Regions from separate parts of the Sus scrofa genome. Here region 2 is linked to region 1. The links are chromatin contacts, called in public Hi-C maps. All regions are on one chromosome and are shown on one strand. The core of a region is the stretch at or near the end of the contact, and the rest is flanking DNA. Distances in the headings are between cores, read along the strand shown. Region 1 holds the start of TST (thiosulfate sulfurtransferase). Region 2 holds the start of TXN2 (thioredoxin 2).

What was found. Hi-C and Micro-C count contacts between places; a contact is called where the count stands out from the background.
Region 2: a contact with region 1 is called in a Hi-C map of liver, with 5 times the contacts expected there. The contact joins the promoter of TXN2 here to the promoter of TST in region 1. A contact is called at or near these places in 1 of 5 promoter capture datasets (fetal liver) and 1 of 47 Hi-C or Micro-C datasets (liver).

What each region holds. Positions count from the first base shown.
Region 1 is chr5:10,747,785-10,750,832 of Sscrofa11.1, forward strand. TST (thiosulfate sulfurtransferase) reads left to right here and starts at 1,480. Exons shown (of 3, transcript XM_005663810.2): 1 at 1,480-1,829; 2 at 2,965-3,048. The coding sequence starts at 2,986. MPST (3-mercaptopyruvate sulfurtransferase) reads right to left here and starts at 2,042. Exons shown (of 3, transcript XM_021091532.1): 1 at 1,954-2,042; 2 at 1-485. It overlaps MIR9819 (microRNA 9819), which reads right to left and starts at 1,826; the gene lies at 1,729-1,826.
Region 2 is chr5:11,263,024-11,266,071 of Sscrofa11.1, forward strand. TXN2 (thioredoxin 2) reads left to right here and starts at 1,447. Exons shown (of 4, transcript NM_001243705.1): 1 at 1,447-1,635; 2 at 2,420-2,682. The coding sequence starts at 2,420.

The DNA.
Region 1 (3,048 bases), core at 230-2,729:
TGTAGGTGGGACTGCTCGCGGGGGTTAAGGACGCCAAGACAAACGGGACAGCCCCAGACCCATCTTCGGAGTGTATACAAACTATACTAGAGGAAGTGTGAGCCCCGGCCTGCTGTCTGGGGTGGGCCCAGGAAGAACAGGGCTCCAGTCAGACCGGCCCTTCTCCAAGGGCCTCCCCAGCACACTCTCTCCCCCAACTGCAAAGCACAAAGCTCAGAGGATGACCTGGCGAAGGACCAATTTTTGCCACTTTTGGTGAGAATATAATTGCCTCAGAATGAAAAGAATGTTTCAAAGGGGGATGAGAGGAGTTCCCACTGTGGCACAATGGAATCGGTGGTGTCTTGGGAGTGCTAGGAGGCAGGTTCCATCCCCAGGCCAGCACAGTGGGTTAGGGATCCGCTGGGGCCACAGCTGCAGCTTAGGTTGCAACTGTGGCTTGGATCTGATCCCTGGCCAGGGGAACTTCATATGCCACCAGAAGGCTGAAAAAAAAAAAGAAAGAAAATAAAAGGGAGATGAGAAAAGTATTCCAGGCACATGTAACAGCATATGCAAAAGTCAGGGGCAGGAATTCCCTTTGTGGCTCAGCCTTAAGGAACCTGACAAGTATCCTTGAGGCTGCAGGTTCCACCCCTGGCCTTGATCAGCGGGTTAAGGATCTGGCATTGCCATGCGCTGTGGTGTAGGTCGCAGCTTCTGCTCGGATCTTGAGTTGCTGTGGCTGTGGCATAGGTCAAATCACAGCTCCAATTAGACCCCTAGCCTGGGAACTTCCATATGCTGCTTTTTGGCTAAGAAACCAAAAAAAAAAAAAAGAAAAAGAAAGAAAGAAAAAAAGTCAGGGGCAGTGGTGTTCCAGCAGTTAACACACCCATGCTAAAAACATTAATTTACGTAAAGATTGAATACAAATGCAGGTTTTTTGTTTTTTTGTGTTCTGTTTGTTTGTTTGTTTGTTTGTTTTAAGCATAAGGCTTCCGGGATGAGCAAGATACACAAAAGCAGCCCTAGGAGTTCCGTCGTGGCTCTGTGGTTAACGAATCCGACTAGAAACCATGAGGTTGCGGGTTCGATCCCTGGCCTCGCTCAGTGGGTTAAAGATCTGGCGTTGCTGTGGCTCTGGCGTAGACCGGTGGCTATAGCTTCGATTGGACCCCTAGCCTGAGAACCTCCATATGCCACGGGAGCGCCCCAAGAAATGGCAAAAAGACAAAAAAAAAAAAAAAAAAAAAAAAAAAAAAGCAGCCCTAGCCTCCTGAGCTTAAGATCCAAGATTAACGATAGCCTGGTCTCCGCCTCACCTCGTGTGCCCCTGGGCAACCCGCTGGTTCTCTCTCTTTGGTGTTTAAATTAAGTTTCTGACCTACTCCGCAGGGCTGTTGTGGGAAGTGACACCCGCAGGGTTGTTGTGGGAAGTGACACCCGGGGGAGGAGCACCCTGCGGAGTTCCTCACCAAGCAGGCCTTGACAAATGTTAGTTTCCTTTCGCTCCAGCAAGTTCTTTGCCAGTTTGTCCTCCCCGGAGCCTCTGGGTCAGCTGGCCTCCTCTCCCAGGCTTCTCCGGCTTTATGAGCCCTACTCCCTCCCTCCTACCCTCTCTGGTGGCACCAGGTGACACCATCCTCCACAGGTCCCCCTCCCGCGGCCACTCAGCCCGACCCCATTCTGCCGGCCTCCCCCAGCTGCTGCGGACAGCCATCCTGAGGGTGAAGCCAGGGCCGCGCCTTCCCTGCTAGGCTGCAGCCCCCAGCTCTGCTCTGGCCCCGGGGCGGCGGGGGGACGTCCCAGGCTGAGCATCCGGACGATCGAGCTCCCTCTAAAGAAAGGCAAGCGCCACGCCGCCCCCGCAGTCACCCGAATCTCGGGATCCTGGCTTCCGGGCTCGGCCATTGCCCGGCGCAGAGCGCCCCCTCCCCGCGCCCGCAGCTGTCCCCTCCTCCCGTCACCAACCTGCTGCCGGCCAAAGGGAGGAGACAACGGCACAGCCCACTGCTGCGGCCACTCGGAGCCCGGGCTGCCGGCGCCTTCCACTGGCCAGGCGGGAGCGGGGGAGGCCCGAGCCGCCGAGCCCTGCCCCACGCCCCTTCCGCGCCGCCCACCGCCCGCGGCGGATCCTGGAGCATCTAAGAGGCGCTGCGAGCCGGGCGGGTGGCCGGGGGACGGACGCGGCGCCGCGGCGGGAGCGCGGAGCTGGGCGAGGGGCGCACGATCCCCCCTGCGTGGAGGCGCAATGGAGTGGGCCGGCCGGGGAGTTGAGGGCTCCGGGTTTGAACCTGCCAACTTCTCCAGCGGGCAGGGGCGAGCGCCAGGGCGGCGGCGAGGGCGAGTGAGTGCGGCGGGGTGGGGCGGCAGCAGACGCCCGGGCCGCCCGGAGTTGGGCCGCCGGCCGGACCACCTGCCACCCAGGGGAGGGTCCCGGTGGGGAGAGTGGGGCGGTCTGCCCCAAGCACCCTGGCCCCAACCGGGGCAGAGGGCACCGGGCCGGGCTGGACTGGGGCGTTCGGGAGGCGGGCGAGCCCATGTTGCTGAGAGGCCGCAGGAAGGTTTGCTAGACGCGAGGCGCGGGTGCGTGCAGGGCTCCAGCGAACCGTCCCCATGCAGCCACTCTCCTGCAGTCCCAGGAAGGGGGCTTTAAGCCCAGGATGCCTTCTCCCGTCAACCTGGGCACCTTCAAACAAGATCTTGAGGGCGAGGATTGCAGCTTGTAGGGCCAGACACCCTCCCTTAGAAGCTCTCGCCCCACCTCTTTCTGCGCGGGAGGGGGCGCAAGGAGACGCGGAAACAGGCTTTCCTTAGGGAACCTACAACCCTAACCCCACCGCACGCCAGCAGCCCTGCCGGCTTGCTGTAAACACGACACCCCGGGGGAGTGCAGCGGGGCAAAGCTCATCCTCCCAGGCCCTACCCCACTGCTCCCACGGTCCTCATACCGGTCTCTTTCCTGATTCCCACCCGCGCCAGGTGACACGCAGAGCTGAAACCATGGTTCAGCAGGTGCTCTACCGGGCGCTGGTCTCCACCAAGTGGCTGGCGGAGTCTGTCCGG
Region 2 (3,048 bases), core at 197-2,696, 520 kb after region 1:
GTGAAAGTGTGAGATGGGGCTCTGCCAATTTACCTGCTTCCTGACCTTGGCCTGGGAACTTCTGCATGCTGCAGGTGTGGCCAAAAAAAAAAAAAAAAAAAGAAGAGGAAAAATACACTCAGCTTAATAAGCATCTATGGAACATCCTTGGTGAGCCAGGTTGTATCAGGTTGGTGCTGGGTGTATGGACATGTGTAAAAGCTGGAGATCCCTATGCTCAGGGAGCATATGGTCTCACGGGAGAGACAGACACTGTGCAGTGTGTTATGGACAAAGCACCAGAGAGAAAAAGGCAATTAATGCTGCTCAAGAAGTATGAGTAGGTGTTCTACCGAGTGGACATAGAAAAAAGGCTTTCAAGTTAAGCAAAGGCAGGGAGGAGGGAGAAGCATTGATTTATTCATAGAACCATAAGAAGTTATGAGTGGTTGTAAGGTCTTAGAGCCAGATTTAATCCCTCAAACTGCCGACTCCCTTATCTTGTTCAACCAAGAGCAGCCTGTTCTGGAATGATGACTGCCCTAACTGCATTTTGTCTTTGCTAATCTTCAGTTCCCACCATATCATGGAACATTGTTACAACCCCTCACCTCTCCTCCTACCCCTCCCATGTAGCCTGATGCCAGCCCTGACACTGGTTACTTTAGCCACAAGCCTCTATAAAACCTATTCCCCCGCTAATACCAGGGAGCCTGTGCTTTCTCTCAGTGCTTCTGGCCATCTTCTGTTCAGTAAACCTACTTGAAGCCTCAACGCTCTGGACTCTCTGCCTCTATTTCTGCTCTGAAACCCCACAGCCCTTTCCTGCTCTAACATAGGTAAAGGGTGCAAGGGAGACAAGGGGTGGCTGTGAGACCAGCCTGAGACACACAAATGCCTAGACTCCTGTTGTCCATGACAGCGACAATGGGTGAGAAAGGAAGGCCCAGGCCCAGGTAGATTCAGGGATCATCACACTTTGCCTGGGGCCTCAGAGGCAGGCCCTCCAAGTATCACTACCAGTTGGCATCTTGTCTGGGCCCAGTTTCTCAGCAATCCCAAAGAGACAAGGGTGGAAGACAAGCTGAGCTTTTCATGTCACATTTTGGGAAACTGAAGTCCCCAAGGGCAGGAAGACTTGCTCGAAACCACGAAGTTATACAGTCACATATGACAAATACGAGTCAGCGTTCTCTGGACTCCCAACTGAAGTCTTTTGCTTCGAAGCGACATTAGGACAATGAGACAAAAGGGTGGACATGCTGGTCAGCAAGTGTTTGCAAACTCGAGGACCACGCCTCCCCACCGCCCTTCTCTCCGCCCCCCCCCCTCCCTGGCACTCCCGCCTCCTTCCCCTCCTCTTCCGGACCCTCCTCCGGAGCCCTCCGGCCTCTTCCTGTCCCTCCCCAATGATCCGCCCCTCTTCCGGTTCCTCCCCTAAGAGCCCGCCCATCTTCCGGTGTCTCTTTTCAAGAACGCTTCTCTTCCGGTCCCTAACGGAGGCTCCGCCCGTGCCTGCCCTCTAGTTGAGGACTTGCTCAGGTTGCCTTTCCCGGAAGTGACGCTAAGGCCCGCCCCTCAGGAAGTGACGACAGAAGTGCCCTTGACCGGTGGGGCGGGCCGTGCTGTGCGTCGCTTCGCTCTCGTTGCTGGGAGGTAGGGGCCCTGTGGGGATGGTTCGAAGTGGTATCGCGGCTGAGGCGCCTCTGCAGGCGCGTTCCCATGCAGGCCGATGGCCGAGCGGGCAGAAACCCTGGGTGGGAGGAACTTGCCATTCGGGGAGCCGGGGTTCCCAGTTCCTTCCACACACACGTCCCTTCTTTATTAATTCCCCCCCCACCTGCTCCCGTGTCACTTCGTTCCTATTTGAATTGTTGCTTGTCTTCTTTCCTGAACCTTTGACAACTCTCCTTTGTCTTTAATTTCCCATTAAAACTCCTTTTAAAAGAGTAATCGATAGAGTAAGGACTTTTCAGACTGTCGTGGGCTCTAGTGTCGACTCTCCTTTAATAATTGGGTTGCTTTGGATATGTCACAATTTGCTTGAGCTTCTAAGTCCTTATCTATAATATGAGCAGTAGTACAGTAGAAACTTCTTCATCGTTGATCTGGGAGGACTCTAATGCCTGTAAGATACCTATCTCTTAGCAGGTGCTCCATAAATATTGATTCCTTCCCCCCTTCCGTCTGTTGTAATTTCACCAATATCCTGCTTTTTGGGTTGTCGACCTAGTTTTCCCATCCTGGTTTTCGATTCCTTTTTCCCCTTGATTCTCATTCTTTACTCACTTTTCCTCCAGAAGTCTTATGTATTATTTCCCAACATTTTGTTTCTGGCCCTGCATCTTGAGCCCCCTGGTACTCCCACATACCTTTCTGATTTCTGGTGTGTTGACTTCCTGTTCTTTGCCCCTACTCTTCCTACCTCTTCCCTTCACAGATGGCTCAGCGTCTTCTCCTGAGGAGGTTCCTGGCCTCTGTAGTCTCCAGGAAGCCCTCTCATAGTCGGTGGGCACCCCTCGCTTCCAGAGCCCTGCAGACCCCACAGCTCAGCCTTAGTAACCTGACAGGAACACCCAGCCAAGCCCGGTCATTATACACTACCCAGGTCTGTACAACAACCTTTAACATCCAGGATGGACCTGACTTTCAAGACCGAGTTGTCAACAGTGAGACGCCAGTGGTTGTGGATTTCCATGCACAGTGAGTCCTGGGGGGGTCAGTAGAAGACTGGGTGTCACTTGTTCTGGTATTTATTGAGCACCTGCTATGTCTCAGTACTATGTTTGATGCTTCTCACATAGAGATCGGTGAGACCGAATCCCTTATCTCAAAGATTAGTGTAGTTTGGTAGGAAACCGACTAGTAGGAGTTCCCGTTGTGGCTCAGCAGGCTGAGAACCCAACTAGTATTCGTGAGGATGTGGGTTCGATCCCTGGCCTCGCTCAATGGGTTAATGGTCTGGTGTTGATGTGGCTGTGGTGTAGGCCGGCAGCTGTAGCTCCTATTTGACCCCTAGCCTGGGAACGTCCATATGCTGCAGGTGAGGCCCAAAAGAGAAAGGAAGAG